Linked DNA regions of Mus musculus: regions 1 and 3 are each linked to region 2. A link is a contact called in public promoter capture Hi-C data. All regions are on one chromosome and are shown on one strand. The core of a region is the stretch at or near the end of the contact, and the rest is flanking DNA. Distances in the headings are between cores, read along the strand shown.

Evidence for each region. Promoter capture Hi-C pulls out the DNA fragments that hold promoters and counts their contacts.
Region 1: a promoter capture Hi-C map of liver shows a contact between it and region 2, with 2.7 times the contacts expected there. The contact joins the promoter of Exd1 here to the promoter of Pdia3 in region 2. A contact is called at or near these places in 2 of 39 promoter capture datasets (both in liver), 1 of 484 Hi-C or Micro-C datasets (B cells), 1 of 115 datasets of contacts at active chromatin or transcription factors (astrocytes) and 2 of 9 other capture datasets (adipose tissue and pancreatic islet).
Region 3: a promoter capture Hi-C map of liver shows a contact between it and region 2, with 2.4 times the contacts expected there. The contact joins the promoter of Tmem87a here to the promoter of Pdia3 in region 2. A contact is called at or near these places in 4 of 39 promoter capture datasets (hippocampal neurons, liver and neural stem cells), 2 of 484 Hi-C or Micro-C datasets (CD4 T cells and LSK cells), 3 of 115 datasets of contacts at active chromatin or transcription factors (astrocytes, extraembryonic endoderm stem cells and large pre-B cells) and 2 of 9 other capture datasets (adipose tissue and liver).

The regions. Positions count from the first base shown.
Region 1 is chr2:119,545,754-119,549,750 of GRCm38.p6, forward strand. It overlaps Exd1 (exonuclease 3'-5' domain containing 1), which reads right to left and starts at 1,874. Exons shown (of 13, transcript NM_172857.2): 1 at 1,254-1,874; 2 at 1,036-1,129. It overlaps Chp1 (calcineurin-like EF hand protein 1), which reads left to right and starts at 1,954. Exons shown (of 7, transcript NM_019769.3): 1 at 1,954-2,164. The coding sequence starts at 2,098.
Region 2 is chr2:121,411,229-121,415,568 of GRCm38.p6, forward strand. Pdia3 (protein disulfide isomerase associated 3) reads left to right here and starts at 2,674. Exons shown (of 13, transcript NM_007952.2): 1 at 2,674-2,977. The coding sequence starts at 2,811. Catsper2 (cation channel, sperm associated 2) reads right to left here and starts at 2,564. Exons shown (of 13, transcript NM_153075.3): 1 at 2,188-2,564; 2 at 922-1,062. The coding sequence starts at 1,060.
Region 3 is chr2:120,401,886-120,406,009 of GRCm38.p6, forward strand. It overlaps Tmem87a (transmembrane protein 87A), which reads right to left and starts at 2,231. Exons shown (of 20, transcript NM_001110496.1): 1 at 2,020-2,231; 2 at 825-885. The coding sequence starts at 2,175. It overlaps Ganc (glucosidase, alpha; neutral C), which reads left to right and starts at 2,011. Exons shown (of 24, transcript NM_172672.2): 1 at 2,011-3,174. The coding sequence starts at 3,146.

The DNA.
Region 1 (3,997 bases), core at 624-3,123, 1.9 Mb before region 2:
AGGGGGTACTGGAGAGATGGCTCAGCGGTTAAGAGCACTGACTGTTCTTCCGAAGGCCCTGTGTTCAAATTCCAGCAACTACATGGTGGTTCACAACCATCTAGAATGAGATTTGACGCCCTCTTCTGAGTGTCTGAAGACAGCTGCAGTGTACTTACATATAATAAATAAATAAATCTTTAAAATAAATAAATAAAAATTAGGAAGGAAAAAAAGGTCAGGATGAAGAGATGAGCTTCCAGGCCAACTGAGAATGGGATTATGTATACATCTGACCTCAAGATTTCCATACCACAGTTATGATCTCAATGGGTAAGTTAACCAGGGATAATTAGGAAAACAACTGAGTCAGACTAGAAATTTAGTGGGCAGGGAGGCCTTGCAGGACTCAGCCCGAGTAACTTTGAAGCTAGTAGTCTAAGGTGAGTTGAGAAAGGTGCTACGATATCTAGGTAGTAAGCTGGTTCTAAACCAAGGAGTGAAGGGATCAGACTCGTGAAGCTACAGGAAAACTAAGGCTTCACTTGAGAGGGTGTACACTAACATGCAGCTTTCAGCTTTTTCATCAGCACAAACAAAATACCAGAAGAATAAAATGCACCTGGCTTTGATCCCAGCTCTTGGAAGGCAGAGGCAGGTGGATCTCTGTTAACTTAAAGACCAGCCTGATGTACATACTGAGTTCCAGATCAGCCAGGGCTACACAGAGAAACCCTGTCTCGAAAAACCAAAAAGAAAAAAAATTCGGATTTTTAAACCGTAAGCCAGCAGTTGTTAGGTGAAAGCAGGAAAGATGCAAGTTGAGCCCAGCCTAGGCAATATTGGGAAATCCTGTTTAAAGATTTGCCACTCATGGGAGAATTAGGAGTTTATGCTCAGGACAGCCTGAGCCTGTAAAACCCTTTCTAGAAGTGGAGAAATGATTCTCTTTTCCAGAAAAGCCCTGACTAGTCTTGGCCAGGCTTAAAAATCCTAATTTTTAAGACAAGAAAAAATCCAAATAAATAAACCGTGCTCGGTCACAATCTTTCTCACCTTCAGGGTCCTCTGTCCCCACAGCAAAGGAGTTTGAGAAATTCCGACCTTAATTCTAGTCAAATGGTGAGTTCCTTAAACTAACGAGGGACTACTGTTAAAAAAAAAAAAAATTCTGGGAGTTATCCCGGCACAGCTTTGACGCAAAAAAGTTCTCAACGCCAGCCACTGAAGCCGCAGAGCCGACCACGCCCTCGCCCTCCGGGTGAATTACTTGCCTCTTTCCGGAGGAGCCAATCAGCGCGCAGCCTCGAGCCCATTCCCAGCGCCCCCTGCGGCCGGGGTAGAGAGAGCAGAAAAGATGCTGCCAGGAGCCATGCAAACCCCAGGCGGCTCTCAGCGCCCCCTGCGGCCGGGGGGAGGAGCGCAGGAAAGATGCAGTCTCTAGGCGTGCTGGGCCACAGTGGCTGTGGACTCCCTATTCTTAGGACCAGGGGAGTGAGAGTGAGAGGAGAGGAGAGGAGAAAGGAGGGAGAAAAAGAGATAGAGAGATACAGAGAGATGGAGAGCGAGCAAGAAAGAGTGCACTGCACTACTCTGGGGATCCACCTTAGGGTTTTGTCCCTCGTTTCGTGGGTTTGGTTTCTCTCCTGAGTCTCCGTCACCTGTAGGGTGGGACTCCTGGTACCTGAGTCCTGTGAAAAACCTGCTGGCTACCCTAGTGAGTTTGCCTCTGGTTTGTTCGAACACAGTGGCGAGACCGCACTGCCCTTTTAAGTGCAGTCCCTAGCGCCACAGCGGTATCGCCGCTTTAAGTCCGGCGGCTGCCCTGGTTCCGCGGGGCGGGGCCTGCTTCCCTTCGGACTCCCGCAGCCTCCGGGCTGATTCATTCCGGGCTCGAGAGCCAAGCTTTGACGTTAGCGCCTGCGCAGGGCGCGGCCTCGCTCCCGATTGGCTGGTGTCGGGCCGCCCTCCCCCGCGCTCCACCCCTTGTTTCTCTCCCCGGGCCGCAAGAGAAACAGTGCCCTCTCCCTTCTTGACCCCTGGCCCTTCCCTCCCTCCTTCCCTTCTGCCGCTGCTGCTTCTGGCGCTGCCGCTCCCGGAGGAGCTCCCGTCACGGTGATGGGGTCTCGGGCCTCCACGTTATTGCGGGACGAAGAGCTCGAGGAGATCAAGAAGGAGACTGGCTGTGAGTTCGGGTTGGGGGTGGGAAGGCGGCCCGGCGCCTTCGGCTGGCCTCAGTACTGACAGCGGTCGTCGCTGAGGGCTTGATCTGGGGTGCGGTGACTTTGTTGGGATGGTCCCATGCAGCCTCCGGTGCTTTGGGTAACCGAAGGCTAGAATACCTGTACGTTCATCTGTAGCTTCTTGGAGCCGGGATGTGGTTCCTCCGGTGCTGTCTTGCTCAAAAGCCCGGAATCTCGAGCACAGACACCACCACTCCACTCTTGCCCGTGAAGGTCCGCGAATTTTCTTCCTTATGGTTCCTCCTACAGAAGCATCCTGAACAGTAGATAAAGTAGAAGCAAATCCAGGAAATGTGAATGGTTCCTGGAGAAAACGTTATACATCCTAATGAGGTTTCTGAGCAAGAGCTAAAACTACTAAAATCACACACAGGGAAAAACTCAACAAAGAAGATCATAGAGAAAGGCTTGTGACCAGGAACTGAAGACCTCTAAGCAATCAAGAGTCCAAAAACCCGAGTGAGGCTTTTAAATCTGAATCGTTGGAGAAAAGCCACGGGTATAGTGGTCAAGGTTTAAAGACACAGTGAAGACATTTGTCCTATTTTTATATATATTGATATCTGCTGTGTTGCTGTACTTTATGCAATTGATATTGAAATTGGATGTACTCCAAAATCTGTGAATTTGTACCAGAAACATACATACTCTAGTTTCTTCCTTGTTAACCTGAACAAAGGAGCAACAGGGCTTTGGGAATTGAGAAGCACAGAAAACACCTCCATACCTTTGAAAGGCCCTTGGTAGTGTATGATACAATTGTATGGCTACAATGCTTTCTCAGTGATCCTTTGCGGCTCTCTTTGATTTTCGTAAGCCATGTCTTCATGGTACCTGTCTTTGATGATAATGTGAGCAAATAACCCAGTGGCAGATCGTGCCAAGGAGTACAGGGAACTACGGAATTCTCCAGGAATGAGTCCTTGGGTAAATGACAAGTTGTTCTGGCTGTCTGACAAGTTAAACTTTCTAGAGTATTCAGGTTGAAAGAGATGTGGTCTAGCCCCACCCCCTGTCAGGTTGCTTTGCTTTTAATCCCTTACTAATATGTGGCCAATTTTGAGTGAATGACAGAGAATACTTAGCTTTTTATAGAGTTTGGCCAGTCACGCTTAAGGATTCCATGAGTAAAAATGCACACAGTTGGATTTAGCAAGCTTTTACCTCTGACCCTACTTGTAAATGTAATGACTTCTCTCTGATTATGTTTAAAGCCCAGAGTCACGTCATGGGGAAGTATAGTGAGTATGGAGCAAGCTATTGTTTTGTTTTCTTTTGTTTTTTGATACAAGATCTTACCTTGTAGCCCAGACTTGCTTAGAATTCACTACATAAACTGGGCCTGGTGGTGTCCATACCTTTAATCCCAACACTCCAAAGGGAGCAGAATTTGAGATCAGCCTGATCTACATAACAGGCTCCAAGATAGCTAGGGCTACAGAGGGAAACTCTGTCATGAAAAACAAAATACAACACAAAACAAGACAAACAGAAAAATTCACTACATAGCCCAGGCTGGTTTCAAACTCATGACAGTCCTCTTGCTTCAGCCCCCCCAAGTGCTGGGAATATAAGTATGAGCCACCATGCTTAATTGAGGAAAAGCTGTTTTCTTTTCAGAATGAATGGGACAGTGATGTCATTCCAATTTCATTAGTCCTGGGTGTAGGACTGAGTTGTTTTTCCTTGTGACTCATGGACAAACCTAAGTGATCATGTAAGAACTATTATCCTGGTTACCCAACAGTAACTCAAATATGACAAAGATACCCTAA
Region 2 (4,340 bases), core at 1,424-3,923:
TATGGGTGGTTGTGAACCACCATGTGGTTGCTGGGATTTGAACTCAGGTCCTCCGGAAGAGCAGTCAGTGCTCTTAACCACTGAGCCATCTCACCAGCCCCCCTAAATTTTCTTTTATTTGTACTTAAAAAAAAAAAATACCGCTGAGCGTGGTGGCACATGCCTTTAATCCCAGCACTCAGGAGGCAGAGGCAGAGGCAGGAGGATTTCTGAGTTTGAGGCCAGCCTGGTCTACAAAGTGAGTTCCAGGACAGCCAGGGCTACACAGAGAAACCCTGACTCGAAAAAACAAAAACAACATAAAAAAATAGCATTTATTCGTGTGGGGGGGTGGTCAGAGCATAATTGTAGGGGTAGGTTGTATTCTTGTACCATATGGGTTCTGAAGATAGAGCTTAGTTTACAGAGCAAGTGCCTATGTTCACTAAGCTATGTTTTCTCTGGCCTTACTCATATTGTTCTCAACCAAGGATGGCCTTGAATTCCTGGTGTCTCCTCCTCCAGAGTGCTGGGATTCACCCATACCTGGTTTCTTTCTTTCCTTTTTAATTTTTTTCTTTTTCTTTTTTTCTAATAGTTGTGTATGTGTGTGTTGTGTGTACATGTGTAGGCCAGAGGACAACTTTTGGGAATCAGTTCTCTCCTTCCAGGTAGGTTCTGAGAATCAGACTCAGGCTATCATTATTAGCTGCAGGCACCTTTACTCTTGCCGGCTCTAATTTTGTTTGCTTGTTTGTTTCATTTTGTTTTCTGAACCAGGACCTGGCTATGTAACCCAAGCTGGTCTTTATTATTTAAAGCCCAAGTGACCCCGGATTCAGTCATGGACCGTTATTCCTGGCTCCACCCTTAAGTATGTCTCACTTTCTCTTGAGGATATGGACAGGAATATCACGTTTAGTGTGAATGAGGGTTACTAACCAAGTATCTCCCGGAGAGTGTGCCTTGGTACGGCTTGGCTCAAGCCCTGCAAATGCTCTATGAGCGAGAAAGTGTCAATGAGCTTTGAACGGATAGCATCAGCTCTGAGCAGCTGGAAATGTCCTTGTTCTTGTGCCATGTCTGTTAAGAAAGTAGAACCAAGGATGTCATGCTTAAGAATTATACTACAATTAGCAGGCTCTCTCCTCCCCCAGCTTCTTTGCCTTTTAGAGATTCAAGAAGCCCACACAAAAAAAGCTATGAGCAGTTAAGAATAAACACATTGAAAGACTCAAAGGTATTTTGTTGTTGTTCGGTACGGATTTTGTTTTTCATCTAAGCAAAAGACATAAAAGTCATAAGAAGCTAGGCAGTGGTGGTGCACGCCTTTAATCCCAGCACTTGGGAGGCAGAGGCAGGCGGATTTCTGAGTTAGAGGCCAGGCTGGTCTATAAAGTGAGTTCCAGGACAGCCAGGGCTGCACAGAGAAACCCTGTCTCGAAAAGCCAAAAACAACAACAACAACAAAAAAAAAACAAAAACAAAAGTCATAAGAAATATCTTCACAGCTAACTAAATATTCGGGTTATTTTCACTTTCTGACAGCATTTGTAATTAAACACTTCTTTTTGAAAATTAGGCTTAAATGTTAGGCAGGTGGCCCATGGCTTGGATCCCAGCGCTCTGGAGATAGAGGCAGGCAAATCTCAGAGCTCAAAGACAGCCTAGTGAAGGACAGCCAGGGCTACACAGAGAAACTATCTTGAAAAACAAACAAAAATCAGTTTAAAAGGCAGGCAGTGTAGACAGATATTCCAGTCTCAAGAGGATGGTGGATCTCTGTTGAGTTCCACATTTGCCTGGTCTATATAGTGAGTTCCAGGGCAGCCAATCCTCCTTGCCTCAAAAAAAAAAAAAAAAAAAAAAAAAGGTGAAAGCTGAGCCTGTGCCTATTAGTACGTAGTGCACACTATCAGTCTCAGCCACTCGAGAGGCTGAGGCCAGAGGATGGAAAGTTCTAGACCTTCGCGGATTACAGTATGAAGTCAAGGCCAGCCTGGACACCTTGGTGTGAACATGACTCAAAAAGTCAAAAGAGGACTAGGGATGTAATCCAGTGTTGGATCACTTGCCCAGCAATGTGCAAGGTTCTGGGCTCAATCCTCAGCTACCCACCCTCTCAAACAAACCAACAAACAACAATGGGGGGGGGGGGAGCAGCAGGCAGGGAGGGCAGAGGCCTAAGGCTGGACAAAGAATACAGACCTCACGTGGACCTGACAAAGCAGGATACGAGGTAGGGCAGCGGCAGGATGTAGACTTACTACGCCCTATAATTGGACAAAGCAACAGCCTGACATTTGGAAAACGTGTCGCGGTGCGCTCAAGTGCGTGCGCGCCCCAATGCCCCGGAGGGAGGGAGCCGGACAGACAGCTCAAGCTCCCCTCCAGCCCTTTCGCGGGCCTCACTTCCGCCCACTCAGCCCTGACTTCACCCCTCCGCCTTCCGCGCCGGCGCCCAGAGCTTCACTCCTCCCCAGCGGGTGGCGCTCAGGGCCGCTCCGGCTTCGCTGAGCCCCCTACTTCCCACCGACCCCCCGTCCAGGCCTCCGCCACAGCCAGACCGGCGGGCGTTCGCCTAAGCGTCCGCCCCGCCTCGCCCCGCGCGCCCGCCAATCGGCAGTTACCAGCTGTTCCGCCCGCCCGACGCTGCGTGACGCAGCCAATCGGCGGCTGCCACACTGCGGGCCCCGAGCAGGCCTAGGGGGTTGGGACCTCGGCAGCGGGTCTGCCCGGGCCAGACGCGCGAGCGCAGGCAAGCGGCTGCAGATTGCGGGCTCTCCCATCTCATTTCTCCGGTCCCGGCCCTCCGACCGCGACCCGCCGCCATGCGCTTCAGCTGCCTAGCTCTGCTCCCGGGCGTGGCGCTGCTGCTCGCCTCGGCCCGTCTCGCCGCCGCCTCCGATGTGTTGGAACTGACGGACGAAAACTTCGAGAGTCGCGTCTCCGACACGGGCTCGGCGGGGCTCATGCTAGTCGAGTTCTTCGCCCCCTGGTGAGGCCACTTTGCGGGATCAGGGCCGGAGGACCGGCTGGGCGCGGGAGCGGTTGGGCCTACGCAGCGCGGGCGCCCTCCACTATCTAGCAGGCCTGGCTGCGGCTGCCTCATTGCCAGTCGGTGGGGAACCGGGAGGCGCTCCGCCCGGGGTGGGGGGTGGGGTGAGGACGAGGTAGGGTGGGGACGGGGGCAGATCCGGAAAGCAGAAAGCCTAAACTCCAGGGTAGGGCCACGTCCTTACCTCCGCGTTCTTGCAGCACTTCCTATGTGGAGGGTTCTCCCATCCCCTCCCCCTCCGGTCTATCTTTCAGTATCTAGGTGAGTCAGTGTATGTGTCCCCAGGTCTGCAGACAAGGCTGGCATCCCAAAGCCTTCAGAGAGGAGGCAGAGGTCCTCTTTTAAGTGGTGAGGTTCTGGGGTTTTTTTTTTTTCTCTTTTTGTCTCCACCCCATTAGAGCCATTGGTTTCTAACCAAGGTCACTCTGTAGCTGCAGAAAGATCCTAAGTGCTTTCTTGAGACAGGCCATTAGTTGGTTCATGGCATGGCTTACACTATTTTACATTAAGCTGCAGAGGCCTCTTATTAAAAGAGTAAACCAACAAGAATTATTTCACTAGGACCTATCATAATTTCAGTATTAAATAATTCTAGAAAATGATAACATTCTGGATAAGAAAGTTACCACTGCTTAACCTAAGAAAAGGGTAAGTTCTATCGAGTGGGTGTGACCCCAAATAAAAACTTTGCTTGGGAAGGGAGAGCAAATAGGATTTCTAGTTTTGTCACTTAGAGTAGTGGATAGGATAATTTACCAATTATTTATTACAAGGGCATACAGTTTAGAGGATGTCAATATTTTTTCCCTCCTAGCACAATGACCCTTAATTCAAACCTGTTCAAAAGTATCAGTAAGACAGAGTGTGATAGTTACACTGTAACTTACCTTTGCTTCTGACCCAGTGGGATTGTTAACATCTCTAGCTTCTCTGACTTAGATGGTCACACTCAAAAGTCCTGTAGTGAAGACTGCCTAAAGAGGCAGGAAGCAAATTGTGTTTCAGTTCAGGCTTCTGTGGTTGACAGTCACATTGATTACACATTATAGATAGCATCTATATGTCTCTAGAATTCGTGTTCTCTCCGAATTTATCATAGTTACATAATGGTGCTGTTAACTGAGGGGGTGTCGCTTGGGTCTGGCTTCTTTGTCTGAAGGAGGTCATACAATTGAAGAATTGTGGGCTCTTACACAATTAGAGTTTTTAGTCAAGGCTTTGGAATATGGTTCAGTGCTTGCCTAGCATGTCCAATCCCCATTGAAACACACACACATGAGAACATATATATTCTTAAGAAACA
Region 3 (4,124 bases), core at 981-3,480, 1.0 Mb before region 2:
CATACTGAGTATCTTAGTCAATGGTCTCACAATCTTGGGCCATGTTTTCAGTAAATAGCTAACAAGCACACAAGCACAAAATCTTGTCCTGACTCAGAACAGATCTAAAAATGATGTAAGCACTCTACAAACAAAATTAAATATAATTCAACTTAACTATGATTAAAAATATAATTTATGTACATAAATATACATACACACTGTATAACATACAGCCAATATGAATTCAATAAAGTATACATTAAGTATGTAATACAAATATATAATATAAGCTACATATAATAGTGTATCTATACATAACAGCAAACTGAAAAACAATAAGACAATAAAAATTCATATAAGTACTCAGAATATTGCTCACAGATAGGACTTATAAATTAAATATTTTTATCTAAACAGTGCCAGGTTATTAAAGTTCTGGACTTAAAAATACATTAAGGGGCTAGGGAGATGGCTTTGTTGGTAAGATGCCTGCCTGTCACAGCAAGCATCAGCACCTGAGTTCAGATTCCTAGCATCCATGTAAAAATCCATGCCTGTAATTCCAGTGCCAAAGAAGCGGGCAAGAAGATCCCTGAGGCTGGCTGGTCAGCCAGTCTAGCCAAACCTCAAGCTCCAAGTTCAAGGAGAGAGTCCTTGTCTCAAAAAACAGGGCTGACAGCAACTGAGGAAGACACAAGTAACTGACCTCTGACCTTCACACACATGCATACATGTTCCTACATGCACACAAATGCGCGCGCGCACACAGAAGCAAACTAGGGTAGAGAATAATTTTCTAAGTTTAAAAGATCCGAATAACTCAATGAAGTTTAGAAACTCACATTTCAGTAAGATGGTAGTATTTCTGAAAAGAATCTTTCCAAAATTAAAATAACCTTTCCCCTGAAAAGATAAAGGGAAGATAATTAACATCAGGGCATTTCGATTTTCAAGGCAGAATATGAATACCTACATTTATAAAATATTCAAAATTTTCTTAATCAAAAAGACAGTAACAACATTTTCTTTAGTGAAAGTCAGTCATATCCTAACTATTGGCTCTTGCCGCTCCCTACAGGCCACAGAGCAGGGACTCTTGAGTGGGAGGCTGCTACAAATTTCAACCTAACTTCAAAGTGGCTTGAGCTGGACAGTTCCTTTTTTACTCACGAATCATCCCTCAGAACAACCGACTTTTGAATAAACTTTCAGCAGTTTTACTTTTACATGTAAAAGGACTTAACTATTAATCATTTCAGTAACAAACAGAAAACTACAACTCAAAGCCCAAAACCCTTTACCAACATGAATACAACCTGTAATATTTGCCATATAAATGTACAGTGAACAGGACAAAAAAAAAAAAAAGGCAAAAAGGTCAACGAAATGGCTAATGGTTTTTAAAGCAGTTCTCACCAAAATCTGGTTTTTCTGGTTCAAAGTACTGTACTAAGTCAAACGAGATTCTAAAATGGGTCGACTTATCAGTTAACTATCCAAACAAAAGACTATCCTTACTACACAACATTTTAGAATTGTTTCGTTTTGGCTATTCCCATGTTAAAATGCATTTTTGAATCTCCAAGTCCCCTAATCACAAAAGACGTTTCCAAGTTTAAACCAAATCAAAACCCTTCATCCGTAGGACTATTTTTACAAACACACACACACGAGTTAAAAATAAAGACTTCTATTCACATCTCCCTTTCATCCAGCCCTAGTACTGGATTTTGTAACATTCTAGCTGAAAGAGAAACTACTATCTCTCCCTGTGTATTAAGTTTCTCTCCTGTTCCATGCTTAAAGTTCTGTTACTTTCCCGGTAAGAACACGCTTGGCCCCTGACACTCCTCGCCTACAGCAAATAGCTCAGCTCTCAGCTCAGGGCAGGTGGGATCCCGTCGGCAGCTACACGGACGCTCTGGGTATTCCACTCACTTTGGGAACCCGACTTTCCAGAAATCTTCCTGGACCCCTTGGGCCACCGTAGCCCCACCTCTTACCCCCTTCAGGCTCAGTAGCGACCCCAACACTCACCGACGGCATCGGAATGTGCCACTTCGATCTATCTGCAGCAAACACGGGTGCCGGACCTGCACCAAGAAACGATAATGGGAACGGCTGCGCCCCTAAAAGAAGAAAAATAACAGGAGACACCTGAAGCCACGCAGCCACCGCCATCTTCACAGCCATGAAGCGCCTACCCAAAGTATTGAGCCTTCTTCCGGCTAGGTAGTTCCGCCTTCTTCCGGCTCGTCCCACCCTCTTCCGGCGCTACTTTGTGGGCGGGATTATCCGGGTCCTTGAAACTGTGCTTCTTCCCACAGACGCTCAGAGCGCCCCAGAAACTTTGAGTCTACTGCGCAGGCGTCCTCCTGTTTCCCTGCGATCGTGGCCTGGAGGTGAACTAGCAGAGTTTTGAGGTCTAGTGCTTCCCTCTGTTCTTCCAGCCCTTAAAGGAACTCAGTGCAGCGGCCAAGGCTTTGCTTTTCCTGCTTCTTCCCGCCCCTCATCCTTTCCAAGTCAAGGTCAGGCGCAGGCCAGACGTCTGTAGAAGCGCGCACACTGGATGCATGATTGACATCAAGTACTGAGTTCTCTGGCTGTCGAGCTGTGGCAACAGAGCCTGGAATGTGACGGGGCTGAAGTAGAAACGATTCATTAGCTCCAAAGTCCCTTTTGACCCTGAAAGACTGTGGGGCAGCTGCAGCATAGTTTGACAGGCGACATCAGCGTCCAGCAGTGATCCAGACTGTACTCCCCATTCGAAACTAAAAGTGAGGAGAGATCAGGTCAGCTTTCGGTATTGTAGAGTGACAGCCACTAAGACTGACCCTTATTGGTGGTGCTTCCTGTTTCTCACACTCTTAGATTTTAACCTCTAGGGCAGCGAGCACATCTCCGCCAATAAAAGCAAAGTTCATCAGCCACTCTCAACCTAGAAATATTTACCAAGTACTTTATCCCTGTAAAGACGCTGGTTTACGCTTGAGATAATACCAGATGAAAAAAAATTAAGATTGGCTTCTGCCCGAAGGGGACTCTTGACTGTGATGAAGTACGGGTTATAATTTAGCAAGCCTGCTTGTCACCGTTTTTTTAAAGATCGCCTGAGACTGTGGCCTGAGAGTTAGGAGTCAGGCAGAGTTAACATCCTTGTGCCATGGAAGCAGCTGAGAAAGAGGAAATCAGGTAAAGGGCAATTGCTCCCCCCAAGAACGGACTCCAAAAACAACCTTCTAGCTTTGATGGCTTCACTTAGGTTTTAAAGCACTTCCTTGAATGCTTGCTATTTGCTTCATCGTTCTTTATTGGTTCTGCGGGGATTTGGGTAATGTTAATAGCTAACCTCTCATAAAGTACTTTCAGGAGGATTAGATAAGTTTAACAGTGGAAAGGTTGCCTTCCAAACTCTTAAATGGATTTTTGAGCGGGCTGCCCCTCCCCAAGGCTCATTCAACTGGAAACGGAAGACAGCAAGGTCTCCTCATGTTTGCACACTGGATTAAAATAAACGGTGCCAAACCAGAGTTTAATGAGGGTATTTCTTTCTTTTTTTTCTTATTCTTTTTTTTTCTTTTTTCACTATAAAAGTTTCTTGGCATGACTAGGTGTGTTTTATCTCTCCCGACCTGTTTTTATAGTTTAGCTTCTTTCAAAATCATGAACTCACTAACTGCAGGTGCAGAAAGCCACACCTCTTCACCAAAGCGAGTGCTCCTCACCCTCCAACCCCCTTATAGCTTATAGTTGTTTTAACCAGAGAAAGGCTAGTCAAAATACATATAAATAGTAGTAATGTATATCTTCTTACATTTTATTCCAGATACAGTTCTGGAAACTTGATGTTAAAGAATATTAACCTATAGATTGTTGGAATCCTCTTAGCAGTTTTTCCTTCTTCTGTATTTGTTTCTATTCTGACTCTGGCACCTGCACATATCTTTTTTTAAAAGGATTCGGAGCCTTATCTTGCAGTTGTATGTTAGACTTTAATAGAACATTTAGGTACACTGTGTCTTCAGGTCTAAACTCTCTGGAAGTATATGTCCTGAAAATATTTTGCTCTTTAAATAGGAGAGTAAGTTGCTTGTTTGGCTTGGTTGAGAGTTCAGGTTTTGGTGTTGTGGCTATTATCTTAA